Linked DNA regions of Mus musculus: regions 2, 3, 4 and 5 are each linked to region 1. Evidence: chromatin contacts called from public Hi-C, HiChIP or PLAC-seq and promoter capture Hi-C data. All regions are on one chromosome and are shown on one strand. The core of a region is the stretch at or near the end of the contact, and the rest is flanking DNA. Distances in the headings are between cores, read along the strand shown.

What was found. Promoter capture Hi-C pulls out the DNA fragments that hold promoters and counts their contacts. A called contact is a pair of places that touch in the nucleus more often than the background predicts. HiChIP or PLAC-seq counts read pairs in DNA pulled down with a chosen protein or histone mark.
Region 2: a contact with region 1 is called in a Hi-C map of LSK cells, with 5 times the contacts expected there. The contact joins the promoter of Smim12 here to the promoter of Ago1 in region 1. A contact is called at or near these places in 1 of 39 promoter capture datasets (pre-B cells), 5 of 484 Hi-C or Micro-C datasets (CD4 T cells, CD8 T cells, LSK cells and 2 more) and 1 of 115 datasets of contacts at active chromatin or transcription factors (astrocytes).
Region 3: a Hi-C map of CD8 T cells shows a contact between it and region 1, with 5 times the contacts expected there. The contact joins the promoter of Zmym6 here to the promoter of Ago1 in region 1. A contact is called at or near these places in 1 of 484 Hi-C or Micro-C datasets (CD8 T cells), 3 of 115 datasets of contacts at active chromatin or transcription factors (astrocytes, embryonic forebrain and epiblast stem cells) and 1 of 9 other capture datasets (liver).
Region 4: a promoter capture Hi-C map of neural stem cells shows a contact between it and region 1. The contact joins the promoter of Zmym1 here to the promoter of Ago1 in region 1. A contact is called at or near these places in 3 of 39 promoter capture datasets (the C10 cell line, neural stem cells and pre-B cells), 2 of 115 datasets of contacts at active chromatin or transcription factors (embryonic forebrain and epiblast stem cells) and 1 of 9 other capture datasets (liver).
Region 5: an H3K27ac HiChIP or PLAC-seq map of differentiating embryonic stem cells shows a contact between it and region 1, with 2.6 times the contacts expected there. The contact joins the enhancer-like site here to the promoter of Ago1 in region 1. A contact is called at or near these places in 1 of 484 Hi-C or Micro-C datasets (embryonic stem cells) and 4 of 115 datasets of contacts at active chromatin or transcription factors (astrocytes, bone marrow-derived macrophages, differentiating embryonic stem cells and 1 more).

The regions. Positions count from the first base shown.
Region 1 is chr4:126,467,185-126,470,025 of GRCm38.p6, forward strand. It overlaps Ago1 (argonaute RISC catalytic subunit 1), which reads right to left and starts at 1,399. Exons shown (of 19, transcript NM_153403.3): 1 at 1,213-1,399. The coding sequence starts at 1,237.
Region 2 is chr4:127,242,285-127,245,125 of GRCm38.p6, forward strand. Smim12 (small integral membrane protein 12) reads left to right here and starts at 1,500. Exons shown (of 2, transcript NM_030252.2): 1 at 1,500-1,614.
Region 3 is chr4:127,075,999-127,078,839 of GRCm38.p6, forward strand. Zmym6 (zinc finger, MYM-type 6) reads left to right here and starts at 1,385. Exons shown (of 14, transcript NM_001285885.1): 1 at 1,385-2,548. The coding sequence starts at 2,459.
Region 4 is chr4:127,059,789-127,062,629 of GRCm38.p6, forward strand. Zmym1 (zinc finger, MYM domain containing 1) reads right to left here and starts at 1,366. Exons shown (of 8, transcript NM_026670.5): 1 at 1,208-1,366.
Region 5 is chr4:126,999,261-127,002,101 of GRCm38.p6, forward strand. No RefSeq gene overlaps it. Among named protein-coding and RNA genes, the nearest start is that of Sfpq, 21 kb to the right of the region's middle. Within about 2 kb of position 1,426, at least 10 of the 459 cell types and tissues checked have an H3K27ac peak or open chromatin away from gene starts, as enhancers often do. A contact at or near this core is called in differentiating embryonic stem cells, where this site is marked.

The DNA of each region.
Region 1 (2,841 bases), core at 149-2,648:
TCGCTCTGTAGACAAGGCTGACCTTGAATTCATTCATCTGCCTGCCTCTGCCTCCCCAGCGCTGGGATTAAAGGCGTGCGCCACCAGTGTGTCTGCCTAACAACTTGTTTCTATCAGGCAGACAAGCTTGGCAGCTTTGAGTCTAATGACATGCTCCTGACGTGGGAAAAGATCCACTAGGAAACAGGAGGCACAGGTATATAGAGAGATTATATTGTGATATAGAGTCAATTCATGGAAAAGGAGGGCACTATCTTCAGATTAAAAGCTCCCATCTCTTCTCAGGAGTGGTCTAGAAACTTGAAAAACATGTGGGCCTAGTTTCTCAGTGACCAACACTTTCCTAAGGCCTATCTTCTGAGAGAAGTAGCTCATAAAGCAAGGCTTTGGTCCCCGTCCATCCTCATGCAGCAGAAAATGCACTCTGGCAGTTGACCTCGACCCTTTCTTTGACAAACTGCTACTCCGGGGTTTAAGGACCAAGTGTCAGAGACCGCCCCCCACCCTTCCCCCAAGACAGAAGGCAATTCCCATTTGTACTACGCAAACAGAATCTGCGAGACTGCACACTCCTCCTAAACCCAGGGGCACAGGAGGGATACTCCAACAGCCACGCCCCCACCACATAGGGCAGCCCTTCAGGCTGGTACCTCCGCGCATGCTCCCGCGCCACCACTCAAGTCCCCAATCTAAGGGGGGAAATCCCTGGTCTAAATCCCCACCCACCGCCCCCTGACCCTCACCCCCGCTTCAGGCCCAGCTGGGCGGAGCTCAGAGGCCAGCCCCGGCGCCTACTCCCCAGAGACATTAGCTTAGCCCAGCCCAGCACGGCCGAGCCCCCGCCCCCCGACAGGCGGTAGTTCCAGGCCCATCTGTGTCGCCCCCCTCCTCTCCAGGACACCTGGAGCCCGCCCCCCTGCCACCTGCCGGGCCTCCCCATAGGCCTCCCCAGACCTCACGGAAGGACACCGTGCATTCAGGCCCTTCTCCCAGGTTACTTCTCACCCTCGGGACAGTATACTGCTTCCTAGGACAAACAGCCCGGGTCTCAGATCTTCACATGGTTCTCAGCCGGAACTGCATACAACCCCCTTCAAAATGGGCCCCCCATCCCCTGAGAGCCCCTCTCCTCACTCTGCAACCATGCTCTATGCCGCGAGAGCCTATAGGGCTTTGGAATACACACTGCTCCCAGTCCCCGAGGGCCCTTACCTGCTCCCGAGGGTCCCGCTTCCATCCCATATACCCGTGCGGAGGACAGGCGGCCGGGAGACTGAGGAGTCCAGCGTGAGGGGCCTAGGTACCTCGCACTTGCACTGCTCGGGCTCCCGGGCCGGGCTCGGCTCCCCCCCGAAGCCCGGCCGCTCGCGCTGTCGCCCCCGCAGCCTCCGTTGCCGCCGCCGCGGAGCCTGCAGCAGCTCCCCCTGCTAGCGCCCGAGTAGCTGCCAGTGCGCAGGCGCGACCGATGGGCCCATGGGGCGGACGGGAACGAGTCAAGCGGGGCGCTCGACGGCAACAAAGGCCAATGGAGAGGGGCGGGGGCGCGGGGACCGTGCAGCGGCCTCTGGCGGCCACTCGTAGCCGTGCAGCCTGGCGGGAGGGCTCCAGTGGCGGAGCCGCGCAGTGGCGTAAGAGGGGAGGGGCTGGGCGACACCCCTTCCCCGGCTGCAGCCTGGGGCCCTGTCTTTTCCCTAAACAGATCTCTGGAAACCTATCCACAGCCCCGCTATCAACACAGAGCCTGGCTCCCACCCATTCCCCGACCCTCTCCCCCTCCAACACCCAATCACTCAAAGGCCCTGCCTCCCACCTCTCCCAATCACCCTCACCCTTAAGTCTTGACTGCCTCTGCTAAGTCAGTCTTTCTGTGTCCCTAGTCGCTGATCTCATTAATGCCACCCACCCTTCCAGGCTGCGTGCCTGGCGCTGAGACCACAAATGTGTTAGAAACCTTGCCTATTCTGGCCGGTGTAACAGTTTTGACACTGACAGAGCTCTCTATCTGCAGGAAGCACCTGCCTCCACTTTTTCGTCTGCAGAACGTTTGCTCCTACCAAATCTCTTAATGACGTTTTGTGTCAAACCCCAAAGGCTAATTTCCTATTATTTCCCTGCAGCATCTGAAACTATATCTCTTCTTAAAAATTAAAAAAAAAAAAGACTTTCCTTGGCTTTCACATTTTCTTAAGTCTCCTAATGTCTGTCCTGAAGAGCTTTCTTCAGTGGCTCCTCTTGTTTTGTTCACTGTAGTGACCTGAATTTTATATTCTACTCTCCCCTTGCCTCTTCACAGCTTCATCCACTTTTAATGCCCAAATATCTATACGTTACCATGTTGCAGCTTCATATTTCCTACTGTCTGCTGGACAGCTCCAGCTGGATCTAACAATTCAAACTTAAGTCCAAACCTAACCCTTTCTTTTTCCCCTACAAAATACATATATTTGTCCTGTCTCAGTGAACTGCATCTCCATGCCAAAAATATCAGCTCCTGTCTCCCTTGTCTATTTGCTATATTCAACTGTGTCTTGACATGCTTACCTTATGAAGTGCTCTCAAAGCATTCCCTGTCATTCTCATAGTCTCTAGTGTGGGTACCCTTTTCTTACCTTGCCAGAAGCACCACAGCTAATTCCTTGATCGTCTCACATAACCTTCTCATTTGGTCTGCTGCACTGATGGGGTAATTACAGAGAGACCCAGCTCAAACGTAACTTACACACACACACACACACACACACACACACAAACGCACGCACACACACACACACACACACATTTTTTTGAGACAGGGTCTCACTATGTGCTCTTGGCTGGCCTGAGACTTGTTATATAGATCAG
Region 2 (2,841 bases), core at 250-2,749, 780 kb after region 1:
TTATAAATATATTTTCTCAGATTAGCAGGCCACAGAGTCAAGATTTGAATTAATTAAACAACTAATTCCAGTGTTTGGTATTTTACTTTATTTTTAGACAGGGTCTCAGCTTGTAGTTCTGTGTGATCTGGAAGTGCTAACTGACTCCTTTAATTGATATAGGATCTTGGTGTAGAGCCAAGGCTGGTCTTGCGCCTCAGGACTTCTCAATGCTGTCATTTCCACTTTAGCTGGGGATTCTGTGCTTACCCAGGTCTGCTGGAGGGAACTTCTAGTCACTATTAAGATCCAGCTTAGGGATCTGTCCTTCCAGGGAACCTCCACTCATTCTTCTTGTATGGACGGACAGTGTCCTCTGTTATGACACTGTGTGGGTCTTCCTGTTTCTTCTCCATCCAGGAAACTACGGAGGGCAGTCCCCATTTGTATCGCCAATGTCTAGCTTGTAGAATGGCTAAATGCCAGCCTGTGTTCTAGACTGTTCTGATCTCTTCCCACAGATTCAATGCACAAGTAATCAAGGTCTGATAATCACGGTTGCTAATTTCTGGCAGCTTCTTCCTCCCCATCTTCGCTGTCAGGCTTAGCTTTGGGCTCTTTGATCTAAAAGAGGAAGAATCTCTAACTTGACAGTACAGTCTTGAAGACGCTTCCTGTGAGAGTACCCGTGACCTTGAGAAATGGCTCACTGCTAACTTAAGGGAAGCTGGGTAGACTTAAGGGAAGCTGGGTAGAGCACTCCAGGTAGATGAAAGAACATGGACACACAGGCTTCAAACGTTGATTTTTAGCATGCTATTAGTGGGAAGGAGACTGGTCAGGTTGAGAGCAGTGTGGGCAGGTTGAGAAGGCAGGACTATGGTAGTCCATTAGAGAGCTTGGGGTGTGAGGCTTTTTCTTATATGTGATAAGTATAATTCCGCTCAGGGACAGGGGAAACATGGAGGAAGGAGAGTGAGTACTTGCGATCAGAGGGTCTTGGTACTTTCAGCAATTTGTAGACTCACTAACGCTACAATCTAGTTCCCTGCGAGATGTGTGCCTGGCACAGTATTTTACAAACAAGATGTTATCTAACCCTTGCAACATCCCTGCTGAAATGGAAGGTTTTAACGCTATGCAGAAGAATTGAGGCTCAGATTAATTAATGATGTTCCCAAGGACACACAGCCTGAAAGCACAGATCCCAAGAAGATTGAAAGTACTAGGTTATTCTCTGCTACGGGAGCTTCTGGAGGTCAGGGGTTGGGTTTTCGGTTTCAGTAATATCCGACCTAGGTAAGTCTCGGAAGACACCTAATGAACTTCATTTGGATCAATGAAAGCTGACTATTCTTTTTTCTTCTTCACAAGCATGTGGCAACGTCACAGGGGAGCCTCCGAGCCGTCAGGGGGCGCTATACTATTCTGCGTTTAGTCCAACGCAGGGTCGGGTGCCTGGCTTCCTTTCTTCTGTAGCTGGCTGGAGCTCAGCCAATCGCTGCTCTCCGAGAGATGCCAGTGGGCGGGGCCTCGGGCGCGCCCCGCGGGCCACTGGGAACCTCGGCGTCCCTGTTGCTCCCGGCTAGCGGGCGCAGCGCGGGACCTGTCCGGGGTGTGCGGGCTGGACCGCAGGTGAGTTCCCAGGGCTGAGGGCACTTCGCTTCCCAGGATCGCTGGCCCCCAGTCCCACGGGAACGGCTCCTCCTAGTTGAGGGAGCGATGGTTTCCGTGACCCGCTCGGCCTCGGCCAGCTTTTGGTGGCCGAGTGTGGACTGTGGTCAGATCTCGTCCGCCTCAGGCCCCTGCAGGCCGAAGGGTGACGAAGCCACGCGTGTGGCGTGACTGGACAGGGAACAGGAGCTGATGACCCGAACCTCACTGGCGCTCCCATCCCAACTTGGCTGGCTGTCAAGGCTGATGGTTTCACCTTCTCGGACCTCCTACGACTGCTCTCATTTGGAGAGCTTCCGGTGGGCTCAGGCACTGGGACAGGTTTCCTGGCGGCCCGGTTGACCTGTACCTGGAGCCTTTGGCTGGCGCCCCTGCGTGTCGGGCTGGAAATAGGCGTTGCAGTATTTGGGAAACACTTGTGCTACTTACATTTTGATACCTTCGGGATGACTTCATGAAGTCTAGCTGCTTATGATCATATCCCTATACCCCTTTGTGAGTGCGGGTGGAAGGCTGCTGTAGTCTTCCATAAACAAAGCAACATGTTTATGCTGCCTGTCATTCATTCGACCAACAAACTTTTTTAGCTCTTTGCTAGGGAGGATAGCAAGGGTGGGAAGAGGCACAGAGCATAGGACGATCCGGACATCCTTAGTTCTTAACCTTGTGGAGCTCCAGGGTGTTTTGAGAGCTGTAGACAGGTAGGGTAGGCCCACATAGCTTACCGAAGAGAAGGTTGTGTTGTATACATGGATGACTGGAATTCGGACAAGAGCACATAGAACTTGGGCTTTCTATGTACAAGAGTAATACTCATAGACTGGTGCTTGATATGCCCGCCCTAAGACAAATTGGAAAATTGAGAGTCTCTACCCAGGAATTGTATAAAGGACTTGCACTTGGTGTGGACCTGTGATCACAAGCACTTGGCACTGGAAACAGGAGCGTCGGCAGATCAAAGTTATCCTTAGCTACTTTGAGGGTTTGAGGCCAGGCTGGGTGCCATGAGAACCTGTCTTAAAAATAAAAACAAGCCCAACGGTGGTGGCACATGTCTTTAATCTTGGCACTAAGGAGGCAGAGGCAGGCCAGTCCAGTCTCTGAGTTTGAGGCCAGCCTGGTCTACAGAAGGAATCTGAATGGCAGGGCTACACAGGGAAACCCTATCTCAAAAAACCAAAACCAGCT
Region 3 (2,841 bases), core at 135-2,634, 610 kb after region 1:
AAGGCTTGCACCACCATGCCCGGCAATAACGCTTTGATATTTAGTCCATTTTCTTCAGGGATATGGGACATGAGATGACACCCATGCTGCAGAAGATAAGCCCATGCACATGCAGACATCACTAAGTGGACCAAGTGGGTTTGAAAAGGCAGAGTGAATGGCAGGGGACAGGGGAAGGGATTTGATCAAAGCACATATGCATGCATAAAATTATCAAATAATAGAAAACAAAAACATACATTTTAAATAGAAACTATGTGTACTGTCTCTAATATTTGATTATAATTTATAATACCATGTATGGGTAGATTTCCTCTGGTGTTTTCACACAATTTTGTTTTGGTTGACCCTTCTCCTCAAATCAGAATCCTCCTGTTCCCATGCCCTTTAGTATCTTTCGTGCTCAGCCTTCTCTCATTTTAGATCTTTGCCCCTTAAGTGCTGGAGTCCAGCTCCAGTGGGGTTCAGGTTCACATGTGATGATTAATCTTATTAAATTGATGGGATTTAGAATCAACTTGGGGACAGGTATCTGAGTTTGTCTGTGAGGGATTTTCTTGGTTTATTGAGCTATGAGACTTTGTCCTGACTATAGGCCAAAAAAGAGAAAGATGGTTGAGCGCTAGTCATCTTTCTCCTATGTTCCTCAACTGTGATGCACATTAAAAAATGGAGAAGGGCATATACAGCTCCATCTAACACTTCTGAGCTTTGACATTCCTCCATTTCTCCTTCCAGCTTTTTCTTTTCTTTTTTTAAAGATTTTATTTATTTTATGTATATGAGTACACTGTAGCTGTCTTTAGACACACCAGATGAGGGTATTGGATTCCATTACAGATGGTTGTGAGCCACCATGTGGTTGCTGGGAATTGAACTCAGGACCTCTGGAAGAGCAGTCAGTGCTCTTAACCACTGGGCCAACTCTACAGCCCTCCAGTTTTTTTTTTCCACAGCCCTGTCTCTTTAAGAAGTCAATCATATCGGAAGTGAGAATGCTGGGACGGCTAGGTCTAGGGCATGATGGGAATAGAGGGCGGGAATGAAGGCCGGGAACGTCCAATTACCTCAGGTCTAGCGCATAAATAGGAGTGCGCACGCGCAGTTGTCAAGGCGTTGCGTTGCCATTCCTCAGGCGATTCCAGTAAAGTAATTTGTCATGGTCCCCACCTGAGACCTTGAATGCTTTTGTGCATTCTCCGACTGGCGTCTCATTGGAGGCGGGTGTCCTACCGGGCTAGAGAAAGCCGCTCAGGCCTGTGGGCTTGTGAGGGGGCAACGTACCACGTGCCCAAACGGGGCGTGGCCCTCCACGTGACTAGGCGCCGCAGGAAGTTCTGGGTAACCTCACGTGACAGGACCGTCCCCTTCTGGCGGGGGCGGAGTGGCAGCTCATCACGTGACCGGCGGCGGGCTGCGCCGCGGTGGTGCCGTAGCATCCTCAGGCTCGCTGCAGTTGGCGGCTCGCGCGCTCCGTTGGAGACTGAGTTCCTCCTCTGGCCTTTGGGGGACAGGCTGGGGAATTCTGGTTGCGAACGGGAACGCCGGAGAGCTTGCGACATTCAGAGGAGGGATACGCGCCTGTAGAGTGTTACAACTGTGGCAAGTGGTGGAAAGTTCTCGACCCGGCTTCGCAACAGGGTTTTAAAAAACCTGTTGTTTCTATGGCTGGCTGGAATTGATGACAGGCCTTTTGCGAGGGTTTCCTTTATAGCTTGGCTTACATTTGTACTACCGTTTGGGAATCTGAAGAGAGCCCAGACAGGGGTTTCTAGCAGCCATTCTCAACCCTCACAGGGTCGCATATCAAATATTTACATTACAATTCGCAATTAGCAAAATTACAGTTATGACGGAGCCACGAAATAATTTTATAGTTGGGGGTCGCCACATTAACCGAGTTTATGAATGTTGAGAATCACTGGTTTATAGGAAGACGTTAGGGGGAGTTGCCTCCAGAATGACCAGTTGGCCCACCTCTAAATGGGAACCTAGCGTTCTAGTTGTGATGACGTCTGAGGCTCTGAAGTGGCTTTAGGATGAGAAATCGGTTCTTATTGTTAGTGCAGGCTGAGGTAGAGGCAAAGGTGAGGCCTCACTTGGAGCAGACATGAGTCACATGTCAGTGTCCACACAATCAGAAATTAAGTACTGAGTCCAGCTGTCCACTTGCTAGGGTCCTCCTGTGGCGTGTTCAGCCAGTCTGTATCGCAACAACCTCCAATATAGTGAAGACCATAGTGCTTGTCTAAGACTTTTCTCATTGGAAGGTAGCTAATCCAGGAGCAAAAAGAACAGTTAGTCCTAGTCCCAGAAGGGTGTTGCTCAAATGCTCGATCCTGAAGCTATTAACATGTTAGTATGAAGGAAAACAAAACCCAAGTACCAATCCTTTATATTATGTTTTAGGCGTCATCTTAGTTTTAGATGGGATAAGAACTCGGCATAAGCACTTAGAATGAAAGAACCTTTGGATGGTGGATGTGACAAAGCAATGGCACAACAAGGGCTTCTGGACAGAATTAAAGAAGAACCTGATGATGCTCATGTAAGCATTTTCTTTTGACTTTCAAAATACTAAAAATTATTAGCGTTAGAATTGGTATTATTCCGGAGAATTGGAAATGAATGGTACTCAATGGTTGCTGGTTTATACGTTGATACAACCCAACTGATTAATTTTTTTCATGCGTTAGGTGAGTCCTATGGAGGCTGGGGGATATACGATTAAGTAGTAGAGTATATTCCCAGTGCTGTGAGTGCGCAATTGTCAGTGCTAGTCCAAAATGAATGGAGCCTCCAAACTTTATTCATTGGAAACTTACTCCTGCTTCAGCGTGA
Region 4 (2,841 bases), core at 116-2,615, 590 kb after region 1:
TCTTGGCCATTAATCTCAGGCTGGCAGGCTTGACTGCAAACACCTTTACTCACCAAGCCATTTTTCCGGGTTCTCAACATAGGAATTTTAAGTTGCATTTATTTATTTGTTTCGGGGTGGTAGAAACACACATATCAAGACAACCTATGGTAGTTCATTCTCTCCTCATACCATGTAGGGCCTGGCGATCAAACAGGTTATCGGATTTGGGGGCAAGAATCTTTACCCTCTGAGCCATCTCACTTGCCCTTTTCTTCTTCACAGAGTCTCCTTACATTTCAAAAAAAAAAAAAAAAAAATCCCAAAATAGGAGAGCTTGGAAGTCAGAGGAAGAAAGATCAGGAGTTCAAGGTAACTGTGAGCAACATGATAGCCAGTTTCAACCATCCCCAGAGCCAAAACAAACAAACAAACAAACAAACAAACAAATGTACAGTAATCTCTTACTATTGGTATGAGTTACCAGCAATGAACCACAGTCCAAATATGTTACTTGGGGGGCTGGCGAGATGGCTCAGTGGTTAAGAGCGCCGACTGCTCTTCCAAAGGTCCTGAGTTCAAATCCCAGCAACCACATGGTGGCTCACAACCATCCATAACGAAATCTGATGCCCTCTTATGGAGTATCTAAGGACAGCTACAGTGTACTTACATATAATAAATCTTAAAAAAAGAAAAGTTCCTTGGAAATATTTGGAAGTAACAATGTAACAAGTAACAATGTTCAAGGTCCTCTAACTAGCACTGTAGACTAAGAGATCCAATGGCCTCTGCCTCCCTGCCAGGATTAGAAAAATGGGCAGCCACCGCCAGCGCTAACCTGCAAATTTCACTCACAGAACTCTACAGATAAAACTATTTGCTTCTATCTCTCTCCAGCCCGATGTTTTTGTTTTTTGAATCCAGGTCTCATTAAGTAGCACTGATTGGCCTAGAACAGACTTTATAGAACAGCCTGGCTTCGAACTCAGAGAACCCCCTGCCACTCGTGTGATGGGATTAAAGGCAAGGGCCAACACACCCAATCTGTTTATGTCTGAAAAATACACTGCTTAATGGAAAGAGAGCCACAGGTGTAACGGAAGGCAGTTACAGAAAGAAGCCGCAAGAGACCAAACGCACCAAGCTCAGTCACCGCACAGAGGCCAGGACGCTAAGAAGCCTGGAGGCCGGGGGCACGACTCTCCTGACACTGTGGTCTTCCTACCTGTCGCGTCACCCTCCTCAGGACGGGAGAAATGCCGCCTCTCTCTGGAAAAGCGGGCCTGAGCGGCTCCACGAGGATGGCTGATCTGTCTCCAACTCAGCGGCGGGAAGCGCCCACTCGCATTTTGCCGTGCAAACAACCCCGCCGGCTCCGCCCCTCTCCCGGAGGCCTTTGCGGCTGAGCATGCGCACCGCGGTCCGCCTGGGGCGCGGAGGCGGGGGATGGACTAAGCAGGAGAGGTTGACGGGGCGGGTCAGGGGGGTTTAGTTTTAGGCTATCCTTAATGTCACCTTAGCTGCCCGTTTTTCGTTTTTTGTTTTGTTTTGTTTTTTGTTTTTTTTTGTTTTAAGACAGGGTCTCACTTATGTACCCCTGACTGTCCCGGAACTCACTATGCAGACCAAGCTGGTCTTGAACTTAGAGAGGTTCTCCTGACTCTGCCTCCCTAGTTCTGGTATTAAGGGAATATGTCATCACATGGGCATATTTGGGTCCTTAAAGGCAGGAGTGAGGGGGCACAGGCCTGTAAGATGAAGGTGTGTGGTTAAAAATTCAAAACCAACCTTATTTTACAAACGGAACAACAAAAGCTGGGGGATTGAGACAGAGCAACGAGATGACAGAGCCTATTAAGGAGTTTACCGCAAAGTCTGACTAGCAGGGTTCTGTCACTGGAATCCATTTAGTGGAAGAAGAGAACAGATACCTGCAAATTGCTCCTTGACCTCCGCAATGTGCACATAAACACAATAAATACATACATGCATACATAAATAAAATTAAGGGCTAATGCAACATTAGTGACTCAGATGTTGAGTTACAACTTTAAAAACATGGTTGTAAATAGTCTCAGAAAAAGAGGAATGAAAAAGTAGGGACAGATGGGTATAGCTAAAGAATTAAGGAGGGAGCAGATCATTTTGATTATTTCTAAGTTTTTTTGTTTTTTTTTTTTGGTTTTTCGAGATAGGGTTTCTCTATAGCCTTGACTGTCTTGGAACTCACTTTGTAGACCAGGCTGGCCTCGAACTCAGAAATCCACCTGCCTCTGCCTCCGGAGTGCTAGGATTAAAGGCGTGTGCCACCACGCCCGGCTTCTAAGTCTTAATAGTAAAGAAAAATATAAAGTTTAATGATCTATTCATCTTGTCTTTGACCATAACTTCCATCTATCTTTTCTCTCTCTTTCTTTCTTTCTTTCTTTCTTTCTTTCTTTCTTTCTTTCTTTCTTTCTTTCTCTCTCTCTCTCTCTCTCTCTCTCTCTCTCTCTCTCTTTCCTTCCTTCCTTCCTTTCTTTTCTTTTCTTTTTTTTTTTTTGAGACACTGTTTCTCTGTGTATCCCTGGTTGTCCTGGAACTCACTCTATAGACCAGGCTGGCCTCAAATTCAGAGATTCTCTGCCCTCCAAGACTGGCTCTCACCTCTTCCTTCCTTCCTTCCTTCCTTCCTTCCTTCCTTCCTTCCTTCCTCCCTCCCTCCCTTCCTTCCTTTGAGACAGAATCTCACTGTGTAGACAGGCCTAGAGCTCAGAGAGATTTGCCTGTTTCTGCCTTCTGAGAGCTTGGAATTAAAGGTATGTAGGAATTAAAGGTATGTACCACCATAGCCTTCACTTGCTCTACGCACTCTCCTCT
Region 5 (2,841 bases), core at 176-2,675, 530 kb after region 1:
CCAGTGCTCTTAACCACTGAGCCATTTCTCATGTGTGTGTGTGTGTGTGTGTGTGTGTGTGTGTGTGTGTGTGTGTGTTGCGCTCACCTCGTCCGGCAAGGAAAAACGCAACACGGTCGGATTCTTCTCAACAGCTTTATTGCAGGAATGCCTTGATGCTACAGGAACCCCGGGAACCCAGGGAGGACTGCTTATATACACCCCAGCACTGGGGAGGGCTATGTTTCCTCCTGGGATTGGTCAGTCTGCCGGCACTTTAATTTGCATGCACCCGCTCCTGAGGGGTTGGCCCAGATTTGGGCTAGCGCCTGCGCAGAGGTGTTTACGGGCGATAGTGTACCGGAGACCGGCGCCATCTTTTAGGCGCCGGCTGCCTACGTGTGTGTGTGTGTGTGTGTGTGTGTGTGTGTGTGTGTGTGTGTGTGTGTGTACACTATCGCTATCTTCAGACACTCCAGAAGAGGGCATTTGATCCCATTATAGATGGTTGTGAGCCACCATGTGGTTGGTAGTACTTGAACTCAGGACCTCTGGAAGAGCAGTCAGTGCTCTTAACCACTAAGTCATCTCTCCAGCCTGGACTCAGTTATATTGAAGAGGCTGGCTGGGCAGTTGTGTGCATGCCTTTAATCCCAGCACTTGGGAGGCAGAGGCAGGCGGATTTCTAAGTTCGAGGCCAGCCTGGTCTACAGAGTGAGTTCCAGGACAGCCAGGGCTACACAGAGAAACCCTGTCTCAAACAAAACAAAACAAAAAGAAAAAAAGAAAACAAAATGGTGCAGCTTCTGTGGAACATGGAACAGAACCTACAGAGCCCAGCCCATGGAAACATGCCTGCAACCCCAGCATCGGAAGCAGAAGGGGAAAGAGCCCCAGGTTACCGATGCAGTGTGGCTCAGGTCTCATAGTCCAAAACCAAACCAAACCAAACCAAACCACTACCACCAACAACAAAAAGAACAAAAACAAAGTATAAAAACTGGGCAAGCCTTAAGGAACAAGCTATAAATAGCACCACCTGGATGTCCTCCGAATCAACTCCTGCCTCCAGGTTCCTGTCCTTGTTTGAGTTCCTAAGATAAATGCTTTTGATGATACACTGCTACATGGAAGTGTCACATAATAAATCCTTTCCTCTTTAAGCTGCCTTTGGTCACACTGTTTCTCGCCACAGCAGTAAAAACCCTAAGACACTCGGTAGGAATGAACCTCTGAGTAATGCAGGAGACACGCCCCTTTGCGCCTCACTGAATTCATTGCTGTAAGACCAAAATCATCATCATCATCATCATCATCACCATCACCACCATCATCATCATCTTACATTCAGAGCCCCGCTGCAGCAAATACAGACACTATGTGAGTCCCTCACTCCTCTGCTCCTATACATCATCAGCAACAGAGTTCATGCCGCCAAGTGCGCTCCCCAGCCAAACCACTGGCCTCGTGCATAAATGCAGAAGCCAGCCAACACCAAAGGGCACTAGAACAAAGATTAGCACTGTGCCCTATTAAGAAAAAAGGAGAGGAGAAGGATTTACATAAAGTTAATTAAGCTTGGATTGCAGAAGCCCCTCATTTGCAAGTGCCCTGGGGAGCGGTGAGAGCTACTGAGCTCGGCAGCCTGCTATAGATCAGAGAAGGAAGGGATTTATGATCAAGAAGCATTTGGGGGCTCACCTTAGTTACTGCTCAGCCTGCTGCCCTTGCAGAAGGCTCAATGAATTTTCAAGTAGTAGGAGTAGGAGTAACAGGAGGAGGAGAAGGAAGAGCAGCCGTTGGACTACTTTGTAAAAATTGCCTAAAGATCTTAGAAGAGTCGGATGTAGTAGTTCACGCCCATAATCCTAGCACATAGGAGGTTAAGGCAGAAGATTGGCTTTTGAGTTTGAGGCCAGCCTGGGCACACAATGAGTGTAAGTCTCTGTGGCTCTTAGCTGGGCAGTGGTGGCACATGCCTTTCATCCTAGCACTTGGGAGGCAGAGGCAGGCAGATTTCTAAGTTTGAGGCCAGCCTGGTCTAGGACAGCCAGGGCTATACAGAGAAACCCTGTCTTGAAAAAAAAAAAAAAAAACCATAAAACCAAAAACAAACCCCTTGCTCCCCCCTCAAAAGTCTCTGTGGCTCAGTGGGAAAGAGCACTGCCTGCTCTTCCAGAGGTCCTGACTTCAATTCCCAGCAACCACAGGGTGGCTCACAACCATCTGTAATGGGATCCAATGCCCTCATCTGGTGTGTCTGAAGACAGCGACAGTGTACTCGTATACATAAAATAAATCTTAAAAGAAAACAAAAGGGCTGGTGAGATGGCTCAGTGGGTAAGAGCACCCGACTGCTCTTCCGAAGGTCCAGAGTTCAAATACCAGCAACCACATGGTGGCTCACAACCATCCGCAACAAGATCTGACTCCCTCTTCTGGTGTGTCTGAAGACAGCTACAGTGTACTTACATATAATAATAAATAAATCTTTAAAAAAAAAAGAAAACAAGAGAGATATCTTATCAGCTAAGTATTCGTTGCTCTGGCAGAGAAGCCAATTGAGACCTGGTTCTCATCACCTATAAGGAGACTCATAAGTGTGTATAACTTCAGTTGTAGGGTATCTGATGACTTCTTCCATGGACACCAGGAACACATGTGGTACCCATACACACACATAGGCAAATCACTGAATATACATTAAAAATAACAATAAAATTAAAATAAAGATTAAACTCTTAAAGGGGAAACATAGGTAAACTAGCAAGGGAGCGTGCTTAAGGTGAGAACATGTTGGACCTCTTCTCCTTTCTCACCTGTAAAGCTGTACTTTTCCAATATTTCCACACACACGATTAT